Regions from separate parts of the Pelodiscus sinensis genome. Here region 2 is linked to region 1. The links are chromatin contacts, called in public Hi-C maps. All regions are on one chromosome and are shown on one strand. The core of a region is the stretch at or near the end of the contact, and the rest is flanking DNA. Distances in the headings are between cores, read along the strand shown.

What was found. Hi-C and Micro-C count contacts between places; a contact is called where the count stands out from the background.
Region 2: a contact with region 1 is called in a Hi-C map of liver, with 4 times the contacts expected there. The contact joins the promoter of LOC102462230 here to the promoter of LOC142829305 in region 1. A contact is called at or near these places in 3 of 5 Hi-C or Micro-C datasets (blood and liver).

The regions. Positions count from the first base shown.
Region 1 is chr4:134,177,440-134,183,633 of ASM4963464v1, reverse strand. LOC142829305 (ecto-ADP-ribosyltransferase 5-like) reads left to right here and starts at 3,818. Exons shown (of 4, transcript XM_075928763.1): 1 at 3,818-3,886. The coding sequence starts at 3,818.
Region 2 is chr4:134,400,860-134,407,053 of ASM4963464v1, reverse strand. It overlaps LOC102462230 (serine protease 27-like), which reads right to left and starts at 2,831. Exons shown (of 7, transcript XM_075928754.1): 1 at 2,610-2,831; 2 at 1,954-1,980; 3 at 1,711-1,855; 4 at 1,307-1,578; 5 at 647-819; 6 at 286-449. The coding sequence starts at 2,667.

The DNA.
Region 1 (6,194 bases), core at 2,569-5,068:
TAATGGGCTAAAAGTGCAGCAGGGGAGGTTTAGATTGGACTTTAGGAAAAAATTCCTAACTGTCAGGGTGGTCAAATATTGGAATAAATTGCCAAGGGAGGTGGTGGAATCTCCCTCTCTGGAGATATTTAAGAACAGGTTAGATAGACATCTGTCAGGGATGGTGTAGACGGAGCTTGGTCCTGCCTTGAGGGCGGGGGGCTGGACTCGATGACCTCTCGAGGTCCCTTCCAGTCCTATGATTCTATGATTCTATGAATCACACCCACACGGTTACACACCGAACTCCCCGGAGGAGACAGTCGCTTCAGTTCTTCTATTTTCTTAAGCTGAAGTTCAAATCTGGCAGCTTTCTCCTTGGCTTGTCTGAGCCTCCTGTCCGACTCGACCATCCTCTTTGCAGCTTCTGCCTTTCTCTTGGCAAGTTCTTGTTCCTGCTTCTGCCTTTTCTCAACAGATGTCTTGATTAGCTCTTGCGCTAATTCAGCCCTTTCTTTGGCAACTTCTTGCTCTCTCAGCAATTTCTTTGGCTCGCTTCTGCTCTCTTTCAGCAGCTTCTTTGGCTACTAACATCCATCCCTGTTCTGGTTCAGAGGCTCTCTCTCTAAAAGCAATGCCTCTCTCCAAGCACAAATCCTTCAGAGTCCTTTTGTCCAGACTCTCGTATAGTCTCTGGCTCATCGCAGCGGCTCTTTAACCCACCAAACTCTCAACACCCCAAAATCCAATGGAGACAGCGTGGGGTCCTGATCCAAAGCTCAGTTGACCAAGATCTGTGGAGCCAGCCGACTACGCCGCTGTGACAGACCAGGCCGGGTCTGGGCACAGCTGAGGGCGTCCGCTCAGGGCGAATTGCTCAGACTCAGGGCTCCTTACAGCCCCAGACTGGAGCCCTTCCCAAATAGGCCACACACCAGTCACACCGAGTGCTCCAGCTGCCAATCCGGCCAGCAAGAAGCCTCATGAGCAAAACCTCTGAGACACCCCAGATCTTCCCATGCCCCGATCAACCCCAGGCCTGGACACAGGTGAGGGGTTATAGAACCCAATCTCACCTACCCCGAGTGGGTTCTTCCGGGCCCAAGAAACCAGCCACAGTCCCCAGTCAATGTACACTCTGGATCTTACCCACAAGATCACGCTGGGCCAGTCCTTTAGCATCTACAATCTAAAGGTTTATTACTAAAAGAAAGAAAAGCAGGAGAGAAAGGTTGTGAAGGAGAATACATGACATGCATCGAATCTCCCAGTTCTCAATGCAGGCTCTCAGCAGAAGTGTTACAAACTGCTGGCTTAAAAGTCTCTGGTGTACATCCTGTGTCAGGATGGGTCCACGGTTCTTCTGGCTCGTTGGTCCCTGCAAGGCTGCATCTGGGATCAAAAGCTGAACTCAAGACAAGATGGAGAGTGGCACATGGCACTTATACACCTCTCCTGGCACCGCCCTGGCCAGAGCAGATCAGATGGTCTAATGACCTATCCTGTCCCATGCCCTGGCTGGTTTGCAGATAGCCAGACACGTTCCTAAGGTGCGTATTGGCACCTACAGATCTATTGTCCCTGCACAGTCAGTGGCTGAACACTCTTTGCCCATTGCTCTGCCTCAGACAGCGAATTTTCCAGCACCTACACAGAGTCTATATTCATAACGCCACACACAGACACCATACAAGTACATGACTAGCATATACAGGGTCCGTAAAACACAAGCTGTCATTCAACACCTCACATGGCCCCCTTTGTATAGACTTTGGGGGCCACCCCCCCCCCGCCCAATAGGTGCAGGATAATCTGTAAAGTTCAGTAATGTGACAGGCGCCCTGGGGAAAAGCAGCCCAGGAGGAAAGAGACGTCAGCTTCCTAGCTGGCTCCACCCGCTGCTGGGGCCACCCGAGCCGTCCGTGGACTCCCCGGCGGTGGGTTCCACCCGGCCCTGCACACAGCCGTGCCCGGTGGGCTGGGAAAGGCTGCAGGGCGGAGGGAGGGAGCAGATGCAGATCCGCATGTCATAGCAACCTGCTGCGTGTGGCACACTTGGTGCAACGCCGGTTGGAGGGGAGGGGCTGGAAGCGTTCCTGGCGTGAGACGGCTCCCTTGCTCAGAGAGGGGGGTGCAGGAGTTTAGCCGGTTAATCAAGAAGCTGATTCTTGTTGGTTTTTGTTACTGGTTAAACTCGCCCCCACCCTGCCCCCGGGGAGCTGACTGCTCTGTGCTGCAGGCTCTGCAAACCCCACACCTGGGGGCACCAGCTGCCCCCCCCCTGCTGCCTAGCACCCCAGGAGTGGGGCTGGTGACAAGGGGCATCTTGAGCACCTCTCCAGCCTCCACCATCCTTCCCCCTGCCCAGGGAAAACAATCAGCCCATGTCACCATTCGACTGGTAACGGTGACACGGCGGCTGGCCGTTTCTATTGTTGACATCCCCGCTCGGGACAGGGGCCCCCCCGCAAGGGGGCCAGACACGGAGACCTCTTTGAGGCCGGAGACAGTTAGAGGCTGCAGGGCTCCCATGTCCTCATGCAGCTCTGAGAGGGGTGTGGGATTGAGGGGGCTAGAGCGAGGGGGGCCGGGAGCCGGACTCCTGGGTTGTCCCCTGGCTCTGGGAAGGGGGGCCAATGCTCCGACAGCAGAGCCCATGGGGCCAGCAGCGGGGACCCCGTGGAGCTGGAGGCTGGGACGTCAGGCAGCAGCCGCACCCCACACATCCCACTTGGATGGCATGAACAGGGGGAAATCTGCCTGGCAAATGCCAGGCTGTGGGGCCTAGAGGTTCGTGGGGAGAGAATCTGGGAGCCAGGAGGGGACTAGGGTCTAGTGGGTTAGAGCCAGGGTTGGGGGAGACGGGGCTGGGAGCCAGGACTCCTGGGTTTTCTCCTCAGCTCTGGGAGGGGAGTGGGGTCTAGTGGTTAGAACAACGGGCTGGGAGCCAGGACTTTTGGCTTGCAACCCTGGCTCTGGGAGCCAGCGACACTGCATGGGGGACTGTTGCATCCAGGCAAGGGGTGCAAAATCTGGGGGGTACAGTAGCACCTCTGCAGCCCCACTTCCCGCCCCAATGGAGGAGAGCGGTTAGAGCAGGGGGGCACGCCTGGGACCACCTTGGAGGGGGCGCTGCCTCAAGACCTCACTCCTGCAAGCTCTGGCCTGCTGCTGATGGAGACACACACTTGGGCGAAGCGCGGAGAAGGGGAAAGGACACGAAGGGAAATCAGATAAAAACCACCCGTTAAACCCCAAGTTGCCACATGCCGGCGGTTCCGTAACGGCCACGTTTCTTGCCAGTTGTGAGATCTCGATAACACAGCGCCCCTCTCCCCTCCCCTCCCCTCCATCACCACCCGGGGGCTGCCATTAAAACCCCGCAGCCCAACGGGACCCGCGGGGAACAGACAGCGGGCGAGAGGTAAGAGATCCCCAGCCCAACCCCCGGGCAGCCCCAGATGTTCACAAACTGGGGGTCCGGTGCCCCAGACACCGGGGGGCCTGTAAAACCAATGCTGGGTGCAGCTTTTCCCTTGCCCCCAGCGTTCGCAAGCCCCCTCCGCAGCCCCGCAGCCTGGAAATGGGTTTTCCTTTGAGACGGAAATCGTGCCGGGCTCACCTGACTCCTGGAGCTGGGGCTTTAGGAATAAAATGAGACCCTGCCGAAAGTCCTGGGAGCCAGCCAGACTGTATCCCTCCCATAGGGCCCCATTACCCACCCCCACCGGCCAACCCATTCCCTGCCATGGGGCCGGACAGCTAGTCTGACATCTGGTCACTCCAGTTTCTTTCAGCTGATCCCCCTCGGTGAGTTATTCGGGGGTCGGACGCCAGGATGTCCCCCAAGAAAGCCGCCCTCCTGCTTCTCGCTGCAGTTTGGCTGCTGCCCTCCGGGGACTCAGCGGTAAGTGGCTTCGATACAGTATCCCTGCCCCACCCCAGAGGTGGCTGCATCTCAGCGCTAGGTGAGCCGCCTCCCTGCAGCACCGCTGTGCAGCTGTTCCCTAGCAGCCCTGCCCGGGGAAGGGGGCACATCCCACACATCCCACTCGGGTGGCATGAACAGGGGGAAATCTGCATGGAAAATGCCAGGCTGTGGGGCCTAGTGGTTAGTGGGGAGAGACTCCGGGAGCCAGGAGGGGACTAGGGTCTAGTGGGTTAGAGCCGGGATCGGGGGGGCTGGGAGCCAGGACTCCTGGGTTTTCTCCTCGTCTCTGGGAGGGGAGGTGGGTTTAGTGGTTAGACAAGGGGCTGGGAGCCAGGATTTTTGGGATGCATCCCTGGCTCTGGGAGGGGAGTGGGGTCTAGTGGTTAGAGTCAGAAGGAAAGGGGGGGAGGGCGAGCCAGGAGACCTCTGACCAGCAGCAGCAGGAGGTGCAGCGGATCCTCAGACTAGCTGAGATCAGGGGGTTTTCCGGCTCTCCAAGTGCAAACAGAGGGGGAGGCCAGTGGGGGAAGGGGGCCTGGCTAGAAGGGGACTAGCCAGAATGGGGGGCCCAGGAGCAGCTGGGGGGGGCAGCTGGACCGAGGAACATGCTGGGCGGGGCGCAGGCCGGAGCTACACTTAGCAGGTAGATCTCAGCCGGGCACCATTGCTCTGGGGGGTGCAGGCGTCACGCCCTGAGCCCTGCCCCCCACCCGACCCCACCTCCCCTGCCAGGCGCCCTGCCCAGAGACGAGCTGGGGGCCACGAACCCCCTTTCTCAGGCTCCCGCCAAGGCCCGGCCCTGAGGGCCCAGAACTCACTGGGGAGGAGCTGGCTTAGGGGGGCCCAGGCAGGCAGAAGGGGGTCGGAAATGGGGGTGAGAGGGCAGAAGAGCCCAGAGCCCCCTGCAGAGCCCAGCACCCCACGTTCGGAGGACTCGGCGGCTCTGAGTGACGGGGTCAAATGGCCCCGGCTCAGCGTGCGCCAGGACACAGGCTGGGAGAGGGAGTGACCTGCCTCAGGAACGGGCCAGGAGTCCGGCGCTAACCACTAGATCCCACTGCCCTCCCACAGCTGGAGGGGGAACCCAGGAGTCCTGGCTCCCAGACCTCCTCCTGCTCTACCCACTAGACCCCACTCCTCTCCCAGAGCTGGAGGGAGACCCCAAGAGCCCTGGCTCCCAGGCCCCCCGCTCTCTACCCTCTAGACCCGTGGTCCCCAACACGGTGCCCGCGGGGGCATTTCTCTGCACCCGCCAAGTGCTCAGGGCTCGCCTGGCCCCGGGCGCGTGGTGCACAGTGAGCGCCGGCCCCGGGGGCGCCGCGGATTCACCCCCCGCGGCGCATGGGGGGGAGAGAGCGCCGGGCGCGCGGCGCTTGGGGGAGGGGAGGGGAGAGAGCGCCAGCGCCGGCCCCGAGCGCGCAGCACTTGAGGGGAGAGCGCCGGCCCCCGGAATGCGGCTATGGGGGGCCCCGCCCCCGGCTATGGGGGGGCCCTGTCCCCGCCACCGGGCGCCTGGCGGGCGAACAGCCACGCCCCCTGGCGCCCGGCAACCCCAAAAGGTTGGGGACCACTGCTCTAGACCCCACTGCCCTCCCACAGCTGGAGAGAGACCCCAAGAGTCCTGGCTCCCAGACCCCCCCCTGCTCTACCCACTAGACCCCACTGCCCTCCCACAGCTGGAGAGAGACCCCAAGAGTCCTGGCTCCCAGACCCCCCCTGCTCTACCCACTAGACCCCACTGCCCTCCCACAGCTGGAGAGAGACCTCAAGAGTCCTGGCTCCCAGACCCCCCCTGCTCTACCCACTAGACCCCACTGCCCTCCCACAGCTGGAGAGAGACCCCAAGAGTCCTGGCTCCCAGACCCCCCCTGCTCTACCCACTAGACCCCACTGCCCTCTCACAGCTGGAGAGAGACCTCAAGAGTCCTGGCTCCCAGACCCCCCCTGCTCTACCCACTAGACCCCACTGCCCTCCCACAGCTGGAGAGAGACCCCAAGAGTCCTGGCTCCCAGACCCCCCCTGCTCTACCCACTAGACCCCACTGCCCTCCCACAGCTGGAGAGAGACCCCAAGAGCCCTGGCTCCCAGGCGCCCCGCTCTCTACCCTCTAGACCCCACTGCCCTCCCACAGTTGGAGAGAGACCCCAAGAGTCCTGGCTCCCAGGCCCCCCGCTCTCTACCCTCTAGACCCCACTGCCCTCCCACAGCTGGAGAGAGACCCCAAGAGCCCTGGCTCCCAGGCCCCCCGCTCTCTACCCTCTAGACCCCACTGCCCTCCCACAG
Region 2 (6,194 bases), core at 1,582-4,081, 220 kb before region 1:
CTTCCCCCGTCGGCCTCCCAGGCACCCCCAAGGGTGCTACTGGGCTGCAGGGAGGGCTGGATGTAACCCCCCCCCGGCGCCCCTGCACTTCCATCCCCAGCTGTGTCCCACGGTCCCCAGCAACGCGGCCCCACCCGGTGCCGAGGGGGTACGGACACCCCGAGGGGGTTGGCCGGGCAGTGCTGGGGCAGATCCGTGCGGGCTCACAGGGCGGGGAGGAGCAGGGCGGTGAGGATCAGAGCGGCTGGAGAGGCGATGGCAGAGGGCCCCGCGCCGTTCACGTACCCCTGGATCCAGCTGTCGTAGGCCATCAGCCGGGTGAAGACCCCGGGGAACTCGGGATCAGAACAGAGCTCTCCTCTCACATTTCTGATCCTAAACCAGCTGACGGCTCCAGCCAGGTACCAGGTGTCGCCCTCTTCGCAGGCCAGAGGCCCCCCGGAGTCGCCCTGGGGAGAGAGAAAGGGGGTGAGGGGCCCAGGAATCCAAAGGCTGGAGGGGCAGAGAACACGGCCGGTGGGAGCACAGGAGCAGCGAGCTCGTCAGGGGGCCTGGCAGCGCCTGGCACAAGGGGTGGTGGTGGGGGCAGATGGCTGCCCGGCTGGGGGCTGCACTGGGGTCACACACAGAGGGGAGAGGCTCTCACATTGCAGAAGCCCTTGGGGCTGTCCGTGTACCCAGCGCAGAGCATGCTGCTTTTGATTCTCTCTGGGCCCAGCGGTGAGTTTGGATTCAGTGAGTTGTAACGATCATTGCAAGCCGCGGTGCTGATGATGGGAACCTCCAGTTGCTGCAGGGTCTTGGGTGTTGGGAGAGGCTCTGGAGAGAGAGAGCGGGGGTGCAGAGGGGTTACCCACCTACCTCTGGTCCCCCTGCACCAGCCTGCTAGGATCCCGAGGTGGCCTCTATGCCCGGGTGCAGCTTCCCATGCACCTGAAGCTTAAGCAATTTTAGCTTAACAAAGACAGGGCCAGGGCTGGGGCCAGCTGGATCCCCGTCTGCGCGCCCCTCCCTGGGGGCTGAGGGCGGAGGAGGGGCTGGCTGCAGGGACCCGGACGGACCCCCACCGGAACGCGGGTGCGTGTGTGACAGGGGGGCAGACCCACGTCAGCGCGATTTGCCAACGACCTGGCACAGCCTCCCTCCGGGCAACGTGCAGACCCAGAGGGGCCCGTCTCGGGCTGCGGTTCTGTCTCGGGCTGCGGTTCCATCTTCGGGAGGTCGGTGTCGGGGAGACGTTTTGCCAGCCCCCCACAACTCCCAGCCCCCCAGCCCCTAGCCCCTCTCTGGGCCCTCTGACACTTACTGCCCACTTCGACCCTTCCCCAACCGGTGACCCAGCAGGTCTTTCCCACGGGGAACTGGCGGGAGGCCCCCGGCAGCGCGATGGGTTGGATGAACTTTGTGAAGGTCACCGGCTTCTCCAGCCGCACCAGGGCGATGTCGGCCACGGAGCTTGTCTTATTGTAACTGGGCTGCAGGATGATCTGCTGCACCTCACGTGTGACCTGATGGGGTGAGGGGTTGGCGAGCTGGTGCGCCCCCAGCACCACACGATACTGGGAAGGGGACGCGGAGCTGGGGAGGAGAAAAGGGAGGAGGGGAGACAGTGTGAGGCTGGGATGCAGCCACCTCTGGGGCAGGGCAGCTGGGGAACAGCCACAAAGCAGGAGGCCAGGGACGAGTCATTCCCCAGGCTGAGTTACTCACGGATTGAAGCAGTGAGCGGCCGACACCACCCACTGGGCTGCGATGAGGGATCCCCCGCAGACGTGCTTGTCATCCTCTTGAACGCTGACCTGCCAGGGCCATTTGCCCTCCTGGACATCCTGCCCCCCGATGATACGGCTGAACACTGCACACAGGGGAGCCATGTTAGCACGGGACATGGTGCCCGTCTCCTCTCCCCACCCCATAACCAGGCCCAGGACCCAGAAGCTCGGGGCTCGTTACCTGGCTGGTCTTGACTCTCCACAGCACCTGTAGAGGAAACAGAAATGTTGGGGAGATGTTACAGAGCCAGGGTGTTCAGGGGCAGGAGCAATTTTAGGGTCTGAATTACGTTTGGAGGGTGGAAGGTGGGGAATATACAAAAGCCCCAACTGCTGTCCCACAGTGCTTCCCATAATCCCTATACCACAGCCCATGTTGTAGGTGGCTACCCCATGTCAGTAGGTTTCAGAGTGAACAGCAGCACGCGCTGAGCAAGTGCTGCTGCCAGCTCTCTTGGGATCAGCTGTGTTCTCTGCAGCGTTGGAGGGCAGGCGACTGGGGAGAAGAGCTGGGGCCATGGCTCCCGGGGCAGAGGGTGAGCCAGAGAGAGTGGAGGGGTCTTGTTGGGCTTTGATAGGGTGCCTGGGGGGTGGGATCAGGGTCCCCAAATCCACAGCAGGGCTGGGGCCTGGCACAGTCATTTCTGCCCCTCACTGCCCAGAATCTTGTTACTTCACGCCCCCCGAGAGTCCACCCCACATGGCCAGGCCTGGGAAAGAGCCCGAGCCGGTCCACTGGGGCAGGATCCCCCATCCCCGTCTATCCTCCCCCCAGGTTGCAGGAGAGTCTCCCTGACCCTGTTCCCTGGAGCTCTGCCCTGGGCCCGGGTCTCTCACCGTGCGCTGGGAACAGCAGCAGCAGCAGGGCCAGCTGGGAGCAGAGCCCCCCCATCATCCTGCCCCTCGGGGGCCTGTGTCGGGACGCCCAGCTCAGCCTCCGTCTAACGGCGCAAGTACCCCCGGGCGAGCAGGCAGCGGGCTAAAAACCCAGCAGGCCCCGCCCCGTCAGGGGGTTGGGGGTGATTCTGGCAGGACCGGATGCCGAGGAAGCCCCAGCAGCTCTGAGGCTCTGTTCCCTGGCTCAGGGCCAGCGGCAGCCGGTCACATCTCTGAACTCTCAGAAAGTGAGAGCAGAAGCTCATGGACCCAGCCTCCCCCCCGGTGAGATGTGTCCTTCAGAGCCCAGCTCCGCCCTGCATGGGATCGGTTTCCCTCTCCCCCCCACCCCCCGACGTGCCCCCAGGCCCTGGGAAAGGGACAGAGCCGGTTCCCTGGGCAGGACCATGTCAGGTTACTGGATTTTGAGGCTTGTGAGGCTTCAGGCAGGCTGCTGAAGCGCTCTGTGGGACTGGTGTGTGGCCTGTTTGGAGAGGTCACCAGTCGGGGGCTGTAAGGAGCCCCGGATTTGAGCAATTCGCCCTGAGAGGACACCCTCAGCTGTGCCCAGACACGGCCTGGTCTGTCACAGTGGTGTAGTCGGCAGGATCCACAGATCTTGGTCAACTGAGCTTTGGGATCAGGACCCCACGCTGTCTAAATTTGATTTTTAGTACTGAGAGTTTGGTTGGGTAAAGGGCAGCCGAAATGAGTCAGTGCCAGTATGAGAGCCTAAGTAGAGAGGCTCTGAAGGATTTGTGCTCAGGGAGAGGCATTGCCTTTAGGAAAAGGGCCTCTAAACTACATCTGGTAGTGTTGTTACTAACCAGAGATGTGGATGAAAAGGAGCAGAAGCGAGCCAAGGAAGCTGCTGAAAGAAGGCGGAAGGCAGATGAAGAAATTGCTAAGAGAAAGCAGGAGCTGGAATCAGAACCAGGGCAGGAAGAGCCCAGAAGTCAGGGGAATGTTTCTCTGGGGCAGTCTGGAGTGGCTGGCTGGGAGGAGTTGAGGAGTTGTTGGCTGGTGAGGTTTGTGGAATTGAACCTGCACAAGCTGAAATTGATTTGTGTGAAGCACAGTGTGTGCAAGCTGGCAATTTGGCTGGTGAAAGTAGCAGTGGGTCAGTAAAGGAAGCTGTTGCAGTGTCTAGCTCTATGCCTGAAATTAGCCAGGGGTGTTGGGACGAGGGAGAAACTGTCTCTGGTTGTCTGACTGTGTGTGGGGAAGAGTTTCTTCCTTTGTCTGTGGAAGGTGCCCCAGAGTCTGTGTTGGCTGAGAGCAGTGTTGTTGTCCCAGAGTTGGGTCTGGATACAGAGAAGGCCCAGAAAGGAGGTGGCGCTAAGTTTGTGTCTGCTGGGAAGGAGGATGCTGTGACTTGGGTAGATCCAGGCAGTGTCGTGCATGAACCCCAGAAATCAGACAGTGGGGACACTGATGTTGTGCCTGATGCTGCTGTGTTGCTGGAAGAGGGGCAGCAACTCTGTGGGACCAAGGTGACCCCTTAGCCCAGGCACAAGGAGAGAATGAGGGTGTGTTAACTCTGGTGCCTAATGATGGTGTGGAAGTTTACAGCCATCTGGAGAGATGCAAAGGGAGAGAAGGTGCCTCTGACCCTGTCTCTTGTGAGTCTGTCTATGTGCCTGAGAGGGGATTGTCTGTGAATCCACCGGAGGGGCCAGAGATAACTCAGGGAGTAAGGGAATTGCAGGAGGAGTTGGTTGTGGCTCAGCAGGGTAATGCTGCTGCAGAGCCAGAGAAGGGTGAACTGTTGCTTAAGGAAGCTCGTAGGGAAGTGAGTCCTGGCAGTGCTTGTAGCAAGCAGTTTGCAGTAACAGGGAGAGGTGACGATGCCTGGCTTGGAGAAGGCATTCAGGAGAAAGCTCTGCCTGTAAAAGGCAGCAGCTTGGTGTGTGAGGCACTTGTTGTAATGCCTGAGGGACAGAATTTTTTCATTAGCAGTGACTCCACTGACATGGATATAGACAAATCCAGTGGGGATGGTTATGGGGAAGTCTCAGAGGGACTGAGGGTTGTTCCAGATGAGGCAGGAACATCCAGAGAACTGGAGCAGGCTGCTAACCCAGTGACTGTGGGTGACCAGCTTGCTGGGAAGTCAGTGTGTGTGGGACAGGATTGTTCCCAGGTGAAGGAGGAGAGTGGGAAGTTAGTGTCTCAGATTCAGGAGAAGGGCTGGGTAGCTAAGTATGCAGAGCAGAACAGCTGTGTGGTCACTCTCCCTAGGATGCAGGAGATGGCAGTTACGCTCCCATCTCTGGACACGGTGGACACTCATACTCAATCAGGGAAGTTGATATCTGGTTCCATGTGGAAACAGAGGTTGGAGGTGGCCAGAGGAGAGACTTGGGAGTCTACAGCTCACTGCTGTTACCCCACTGAGTGGGGGAAGGGGGAGAATTCCAGGGCCATTGTGAGCCAGGGAGTCACGCCCAGCCAGCCCTTTGTCTTGGTCTGGCCAGAGGTTTCAGGCCTGGAGCCCAGAGGACAAGGGGGAGGGGCAGGACTTGCTTTGGCCAAGAAGATTTGCAGGTTGAACCTGAAGGGCCAAAACTGCAATGGTGTGGGGCCAGAGAAGGGGCATGATGGGGAATGTCAGTATACACCTGAGATAGGATTGTTCTTGTTACTGATGTTAATTCTTGTAACCAATGGATTATTGTTGCAGAGAATTGTAAAGGTGTACAATGGGCATGATCTTATACCATGTCATCTGATGTACCAAATGACAGACGGTATATAAGGGGACATTGTGATGTTGCTAGTTCATGGTTAATGCTTGTAACTGGTCTTGGAACTTCTTACAGGACAAAAAAGGTTCCAGCTGGAAGGTCCTGTGTGAAAAGGGAAACTGAGGCACACCACCATTTTGTTTTCATGGCTAAATGCAAAAATGCCTACACGATTTGGGGTGAGAATACCTGCATTCACACAATGTTAATTGTGGTTCAGAGAGTTGCCACAGCTGGCCTGGATAAATTCACTATTTTCTTCAGCTCGGGGCAAAATCACCTGACACACTTAGGGATCATGCTGCAGAAGCAGATCCAAGTAGCTGTGGTTTTTACCAAGTTCTACCTTGGGTTGGTGAGACAGTGCAAGGACATGGGTGTCAATAGGGCAGACCTTGCAATAATGAAGCCTATTTTAGGCACACTGGGTTCTCATACTCTCATCCAGCTCTGTACTGTTGTTTCTGCCATTGGGTTAGAACATGTGATGACCCAGAGCCAAAGCATGGGGGGGCCTGTGATGCCCTCAGTGATGTTACTGGCCTCACTTCCTGCATCAATTTTGCCTTGGGGGTGTCACGTTACTGGATTTTGAGGGGAGCAGCCAGATCACTGCTGCACTCATAGGTGGGGGTGTTGGCCCCAAAAATGGTATAAAAGGGGGCTATGTGGGGTGTTGAATAGAAGCTTACTGTCTGCTGATTCTATGTACGCTAGTCATGTGATTGTATAATGTCTGTGGGTATAGTTAGGAGTCTGTAATCTGTATAGATCAGTGATCTCCAACCTTTTTACACCC